2 separate regions of the Gossypium arboreum genome follow, and region 1 is linked to region 2. The links are chromatin contacts, called in public Hi-C maps. All regions are on one chromosome and are shown on one strand. The core of a region is the stretch at or near the end of the contact, and the rest is flanking DNA. Distances in the headings are between cores, read along the strand shown.

Region 1 (3,680 bases), core at 902-3,401, 220 kb before region 2:
TCACCATCAATGCATAAATTAGCACACTTGCACATAAATCAAATGAACCAACCATAATACAAGTCATTTTTCGTATGGAATAAATCAATTTGTTCATGCATTCTTTCCATAAGATCATGCTTGATTCCATTTGAATACTTACCATTTCGATCCCTTTTCTTGCTCATTGAACCATCTAGAATTTCATCGGATACAAGCTCACACAAAGTGTGCCTGAACATATAACTATAACCTTTCTTTTACATCATTGCTCGTACGAGCTATGAAATGGGCTTGCTCACATGAGTTATAGGTCAAAATTTAAGCTACACGATACTGGTCACACGAGATATAGAAAATTCGAAACAAATGCTGGACCTTAGCCACCGGTAGGACATTTAAGACCAGCACCTGAAACATGAAATCCTTAATGACATGTCATTTGTATCCTAAGAATTCCTAAGGTTCAACTGGGACTCAATGACCGTCATAGCATTGATTTGTTTATACATCGATCCATTCACATTATAAATAACATAATAACATATAATTTAAATAACATTAATGTGATAACCGTTCATACAAACTTACCTCAATGACTAGGGGCGTGGAGGTTAATTGTAGCAAATCCAAAGCTTTTGCTTTTTCCTGATCTAGGTCCATACGTGATTTATCTTGATCTAAACAGACAATTTCAATAAATTTAATACTTCTAGTACTCAATTTAATCCACATATCATATTTATGCAAAATTATCATTTTGCCCTAATATTTTAACTTTTCACAATTTTGTCTTTAAACTCATAATTTGAAATCTAAACATTTTAATCCCTCTCATAGGTTAACCAAATTCTTTAAGGACTTATACCAACCCAAATAAATCATCATTTCATAAATTTTAACATGAATTTTTACTACTTTCATAAACTAAACCCTAAATACAAATGTCATTAAAAATCAATTTACAAAACTTGTTTATTTCTCATAAAAAATCCATAATCTATCATTTAACATCAAAATCCATTCAAAAACATTCGTGGCATAACCCTCAACCTTTAACAGGTTTTACAAATTGACCCCCGGGCTAGCTAGACTAAGTTAAAACGATTACAAAAACATAAAAATCATTAAAACAGGGAAAAATTACATACCATGCAAGTAAGATTCAAAACAAAGATTTCATTCTTCATCAATGGAGTATTCAGTTAAGAAGAAGAAGAATGGAAAGATGATATCCTTTTCTTCTTTTTTTTTTATTTTGGTTTTATTTACCAATTTACCTTTTTGCCCTTTAAAAACTATTAAAATTTCAATAAAACCTAATCCATAATTATCCATTAACTTATCAAATAGTCTAATTACCATTTAAGTCCTTTTACTTTCATTTCCATAGTCATTTAGCCCTTTTAACTAATAGAACTTCACTTTTTCACCTTTTACGATTTAGTCCTTTTTACTTAATTAATCAAGCAAACATCAAAATTTCTTAACAAAATTTTAATACGACCTTACTAAATTCTATAGCCACTAAAATAATAATAAAATAATAATTTACTCTTCAGAGTTGTGGTCCAAAAACTACTATTTTGATGTCACTGAAAACGAGTTGTTACATTGTAACTTTTTAAAGTTTCAGGTAACAATATTTCTTGAAGAAGGAAGAAGTAAAACTTCCTCTTTTTCTAACCCTAATATCTAAATATCTAACCTAAGCCCTTATTGGAACCTGACATGTGTCACAAACTATCACCATTGAATTTATAATTTGTTCCATCTAACTACCTCGTTAGTATATAACTAACTTGAGAACCCAATAAAATGGACATACAATACCTTTGGCGATAACCCAATTCAACCAAAACTCTTTATTATTCTTACCAATCTCTTTTTCTTTACAATTCAACACATGTAGAGAATAATCCTTGTATAATACTCTATCGTCAACTATGCACCCAACCAATACGCTGAAAGCATCAATTGGGCGAATAGGACTTCATCACTCAACCTACTTTCGGGTTACCCGCCTAGCTCAAGGCTTTACAAAACTGGGTGTTACACAATCATCCTCGAAGATAAGCAATTGAGTTTTGGACTTACACTTATGATCCCAAGAATACTTTTTGTCGTAGTGGTAGTAGAGTCCTTGGGAACGGTGTTGGACGGCCTCGATAAGAGAGAGATGTTGAAAAGGAACTTTAGCACCGCTTGAAAGGATGGTAAGATTTTGTGCTGCAGCCGCTGGTATGGGATAAGCAAGAGAAGATGGTAGGATTTTCAGGTTAGGCAGAATAAGCCTGTTGTTACCGAAGGTAGGCTTAAATGAGCCCTTTTCCATCGTAATTTGTTGGTCATGCAATTGGGCTACCCTAATAGCCTTTTCTATTTTTGTTGATTTATGGACCAGAACAATAGTCTTAATATTCGATTAGAGGTCTAAGATAAAATAATGGACCAAGATTAAATGAGGTAAGTACATGGTCTAATTTGTGATTGCCTCAAAATGGGTTCGGTAATCTGTCATGGTGGAAGTCTACTGGAGCTTTGCTAGTTGACCCACTGTTGTTTCGAGATCTTGTGATTGAAACCATTTGATGATAGCCTTTGTGAATTGTGTCTATCTCGAAAACTGTTTGCTGTGATACATCTAGTCATACCATTTGGTGGCAACATCGTCGAGATAAAAAGAAACAATTTTGAAGCGGTACTGCTCATGGATATTGTAAAGGCAAAATAACGATTTGCCTGTAAAACCCATTGGTCAGGATTCGAGCCGAAAGACACGCAAACTGAATCAGAGTCGATTTGTGAGTTCCCAAAAGATTCAGGCCATGTGGAGGTGGTGGTGGACACTACCCAACTTTGAAAGAGGAGTTAGGAGAGGAGGGTGGTACTGTCGAAAGGCGGGCCAATATTTCTTGGAGCATTTTTTGGTTAGAGGCGATGATCATGTTTAGAGAATTGACCTCCTTGTGAAGCAATGATTGTGCTTCTTAAACAAATTTAATGTTTTCATTAAGGAGCTTGAGTCGAGTACCATCCTCCATATTTGTCGATGGTTAATGAAATCACCAATGTTGTAAATGGGGTGTTCTGCATCAAGGAATAGGAAATATCCAAGGAAAACAAAATGCAAATGGAACAATATTTAGTATATTCCAACAAAAAGGATGATAACAGTAACCAAATGACAACTTATTCGCATAGAGAAGGAGATGGGAAAACAAAATGTTGATTAAAATTGATATGAGCATAATTAATTTCCCATTTCCCTATCATTTTATATTCACCTCAAGCCGTCATTCTTCTGTTGATGTGGACAAGTGAAAAATTCAGAGTATTTTTGAGGCACCTTTCGCAGCTGTGTGCTTCTCTTGGGTCCTGATTGGCCTTCTTCCTGGTTTACTACTCTAATAGATTCTTTTCCTCTTAGTTCGGTCATAACATCTTCATAGAAAAATTATCCTTTGAAAGTGGAAATAAATTTTTCTTAGGATTAGGAGAGTAAATTGAATCAATTTCATAAGTTTATAGACCTTTAAAACAAGTTCAAATCAAAACTATGTACATCAAATGATAGGCAACTTTAGCACTAAGGATAAATGATTTAATCCTTAATAATAACGTTAAGCTTTTGATTTTTCAAATCTATTCTTAATTAAAAAAGTATAACTTCCAAATAAGTTTATTATTATAATTATTGT
Region 2 (3,922 bases), core at 1,422-3,921:
ATTAGAAAAGAGAGAGCAGATATTCTCTGAATTTCTTGTGTGCTAATTTGGAAGATCAAATCCCTAAGTCCCAGAAAGTTTCAAGGAATCTATGGATTCAGGTACGCTTCTGCATTTAGTTTTGTTCTTGATTTATTCTTAATGATTTGACATGACAGATCCTGGTTTATTAAGTTATATTGTAGATTTATTTTATAAATTCTAACAGAAGAAAATATAAAGGAGAAGAACATATCTTGCAATGGTCACCCTTGAAGCGACTAAAGATGGCAAAACAGATTTAAAGACTATTCTAAGCTAATTGTCGGCCATGGCGGTTGCGAGGCTAGCCAAATTTTGGGTTTAATAGTGATTTCTAGAAACAATGTTGCTAGAAAGAAATTACGTGAGAGAGCGAAAGAAAAAGTGAGAAAGTCTATATAATAACTTTTTAAAGTTAATCATAATTAATTTAATTAAATATGTAATAATATCAATAAATATTATTTATTTCATTCAAAAATGATAATGCTATTTTACATAAAAATATTATATTTATTATAATTATAAAATTAAAAATTATAATTATTTTATTGATAAATATAAAGTTTTAAAGTTTTATAAGATATTAATAATATAAATAATTCCACCAAAAATTAATGTAATTAAAACATTAATTTTAAGCTAAGGGTAAAAGTGTCAATTTCAGTATATTTCTTGCCTGTTTTACAATATTATTTTTCTGATTAAATAATATGCCGATTCTATTCAACCCAACCAAACTAATGTTATACTCATTTTATTTTATTGTAAATCTATTCTATTCTATTATCACATAATAGTATTTCATTATAATTTTATTCCATTTCATAGTATCAAATGTACGGATTGTATTTTAACAAGAAATATTAATATTTAAAAAATGAATTAGACTTAAATTTCAATAATCAAAGCCCTAACTCGTCTTGGATTGGTCTATTTTCTAATTGGGTAATAAATTATTTTATTTTATTTTATATATTGAGTTATTTATATTAAAACTTAATAACAAATATCTATAAACTATTATGTAAATATTAAAAAGTGTGAGGTTGTTTATTTTAAAATTTTAATAAAAGGAAAAACATATTAAATTATTAAATATAAATTTAAAAAATTGTAAAAGAATTTAAAAATATGATGAAGAAACTTAAAAGGATTTAGCTCAATCATTTACAAATATAAATAAGATTAGATAAAAGTTGACATTTATATTTTAGACTGAACTATCGCTTTAATAAGCACAAATTATACTAATGGGACATTTAATTCACAAAATGTAATATTACATCTAATAATAGGATTACCAAAATGTAAGATTACTTTCTACGTTATCGGCTATGCTACATTACCCTACTTGGTTTAGTTGATTAGAATGTAAGATTTTGTTATTTGATTGACTTAAATGTAAAATTACCTAAAAGCACATTTTACTAAATTATTCTCATAGAAGTTTTGTTATTGTTGCATAAAAGCTAAATCTTATAGTATTTTATTTTATTGATAAATGAATGTATTACTCTAGTTAACTAGTGTAATATCTCTCTTTTCAAATAAATAAGCTGAAATCAAGGAGGAGCTATAAGTTAGAGATTTTCTTTTAATTAAAATGATAATAAAAAGAAAATAAAGCATTGTTATTATTAAATGTTTTATTTGTTATGGTCCAAAATGATAAAATAAATAATAAAATTATTATAAAAAATAAAATTTAAAATATAATATAATATACCAAATGTTGATTTGGCTCAATTTATAATAATAAATCAACATAGTTAAGATGTGACTTGAAAAATATATTAAAGAATCGAAACATCTCATTCACTAATAATAATAATTATTATTATTATCATTTATCAATTACAATATTATTTTAGTTTAGTTTAAATTAAATAGATCAAAATCATGATTATAAAAAATTCACATTAACAAGGCATTATAAACCTAAAATTACCAAATAAAGTACTAGCACTTAGCAACTTAATGTCTTCTATATCCAATTCCAAACATTGGGACGTGATTTTCGAATATAAAATTATTCTAAATAATTTGGTCATGAATGTTGTGCAGGTCGGGCAACAAGATGGGAGTGTCTTAGTAGCAGCCCATGTAAGAAAGAAACTTTTTTATACATTCACAAGTTACATTGCAAAGGTAAAACGGCCTCGTTTCGTGAACACTTAGTCTCCCAACTCCGGTAAAAATACCTTTTTAGTTGGTCTTTCTCAAAAAATTTAGAGCAATTTAATCTTTGTCATTTTTTAAAGTGAGCAACTAAAGATAATTTATCACGAGGTTAATGTTTTTCATTATTTTATATAATTTTAATTAATATAATAATAAATTAAATCCTCAAAGTTTATATATTTTATTAATTTGATTTTGATTTAATAAATTTAACAAGCAATATTTGTGTAATCAGTAAAAATCAAGATTAAATTTATTAAATTTTTTAAAACTAAGGTCAAATTGATAAAATATATAAATATTAAAGGTTAAATTTATTATTATATCAATTAAAATTATGTATAATTAATGTAAATCATTAACTTCATAATAATTATCGTTAATTACTTACTTTTAATATTAATAAAAATAAATTACTTCGATTTTATTAGAGGGATAAATTTGTTCAAATATTAAAATTGAAAATACAGAAGGTTTTTTACTCCCAGCTCCACACTACATAATTTATGCGCTTCTCTCCGTTCACAAACAACTGACTAGCAAGCCCTAGCTACTAGCTAGCCCTTGCATTTATTTTGTCACTCATTTCCCAATTTCCCGCCTTTTACTTGAGTATCTTCCCTCCACAGTCCATCTCCATGGCCGACAAGAAGAAGCGCCGCCGTGCCGACTCTGACTCCGATTCAGCATCCCAGCCTTTCAAGAACCTTCTCAAATCGGATGCCCAGATCCTCCAAATCCTCAAATCCGTCACTTCCTCTTCCTCTTCTTCCACTTCCAAACCCTTAACCCTAGCCGACCTGGCCCTCTCCTCCACCTGCCGGGAAGTGTCCGACCTCTCACTCTCCTCCGTCCAATCCACTATCGAATCCCTCGTTCTCCAGCTCACCCACCAAATCCTCTCCGGCCAAGGCTTCTCCTTCACCGTCCCTTCCCGTTCTTCCTCCAACCAACTCTACGTCCCCGAACTTGACCGCATCGTCTTAAAAGACAAATCCACCGTCCGCCCTTTCTCCCACATCTCCTCTGTACGCAAAACCACTATAACCGCCAAGATCCTCTCTTTAGTCCACCAACTCTGTCTCAAAAATATTCACGTCACCAAGCGTGACCTTTTCTACACAGACGTTAAGCTCTTCCAAGACCAGGTTCAATCCGACGCTGTTCTGGACGACGTTTCCTGTATACTTGGCTGCACTCGGTCCAGTCTCAACGTAATCGCTGCGGAAAAAGGAGTGGTCGTTGGGAGACTTATTTTTAGTGACAACGGAGATATGATCGATTGTACTAAAATGGGAATGGGAGGAAAAGCAATTCCTCCTAACATTGATCGAGTCGGAGATATGCAGAGCGATGCATTGTTTATTCTGTTGGTAGAAAAAGATGCAGCTTATATTAGATTAGCTGAAGATCGGTTTTACAATCGGTTTCCTTGTATAATTGTTACTGCAAAAGGGCAGCCGGATGTGGCTACAAGGTTGTTTTTGAAGAAAATGAAGATGGAGTTGAAGCTTCCAGTGTTGGCACTGGTTGATAGTGATCCGTATGGATTGAAAATTTTGTCTGTGTACGGGTGTGGATCGAAAAACATGTCTTATGACAGTGCAAATTTGACTACCCCGGATATCAAGTGGTTGGGGATAAGGCCAAGTGATTTGGATAAGTATAAGATACCGGAGCAATGTAGGTTGCCAATGACAGAACAGGATATTAAGAC

The links. A called contact is a pair of places that touch in the nucleus more often than the background predicts.
Region 1: a Hi-C map of leaf shows a contact between it and region 2, with 4 times the contacts expected there. The contact joins the enhancer-like site here to the promoter of LOC108489169 in region 2. A contact is called at or near these places in 2 of 5 Hi-C or Micro-C datasets (both in leaf).

What each region holds. Positions count from the first base shown.
Region 1 is chr4:101,507,267-101,510,946 of ASM2569848v2, reverse strand. No RefSeq gene overlaps it. Among protein-coding and RNA genes, the nearest start is that of LOC128292023, 6.8 kb to the left of the region's middle. Within about 2 kb of position 2,151, at least 2 of the 2 cell types and tissues checked have an H3K27ac peak or open chromatin away from gene starts, as enhancers often do. A contact at or near this core is called in leaf, where this site is marked.
Region 2 is chr4:101,288,131-101,292,052 of ASM2569848v2, reverse strand. LOC108489169 (DNA topoisomerase 6 subunit A) reads left to right here and starts at 2,671. Exons shown (of 1, transcript XM_017793493.2): 1 at 2,671-3,922. The coding sequence starts at 2,844.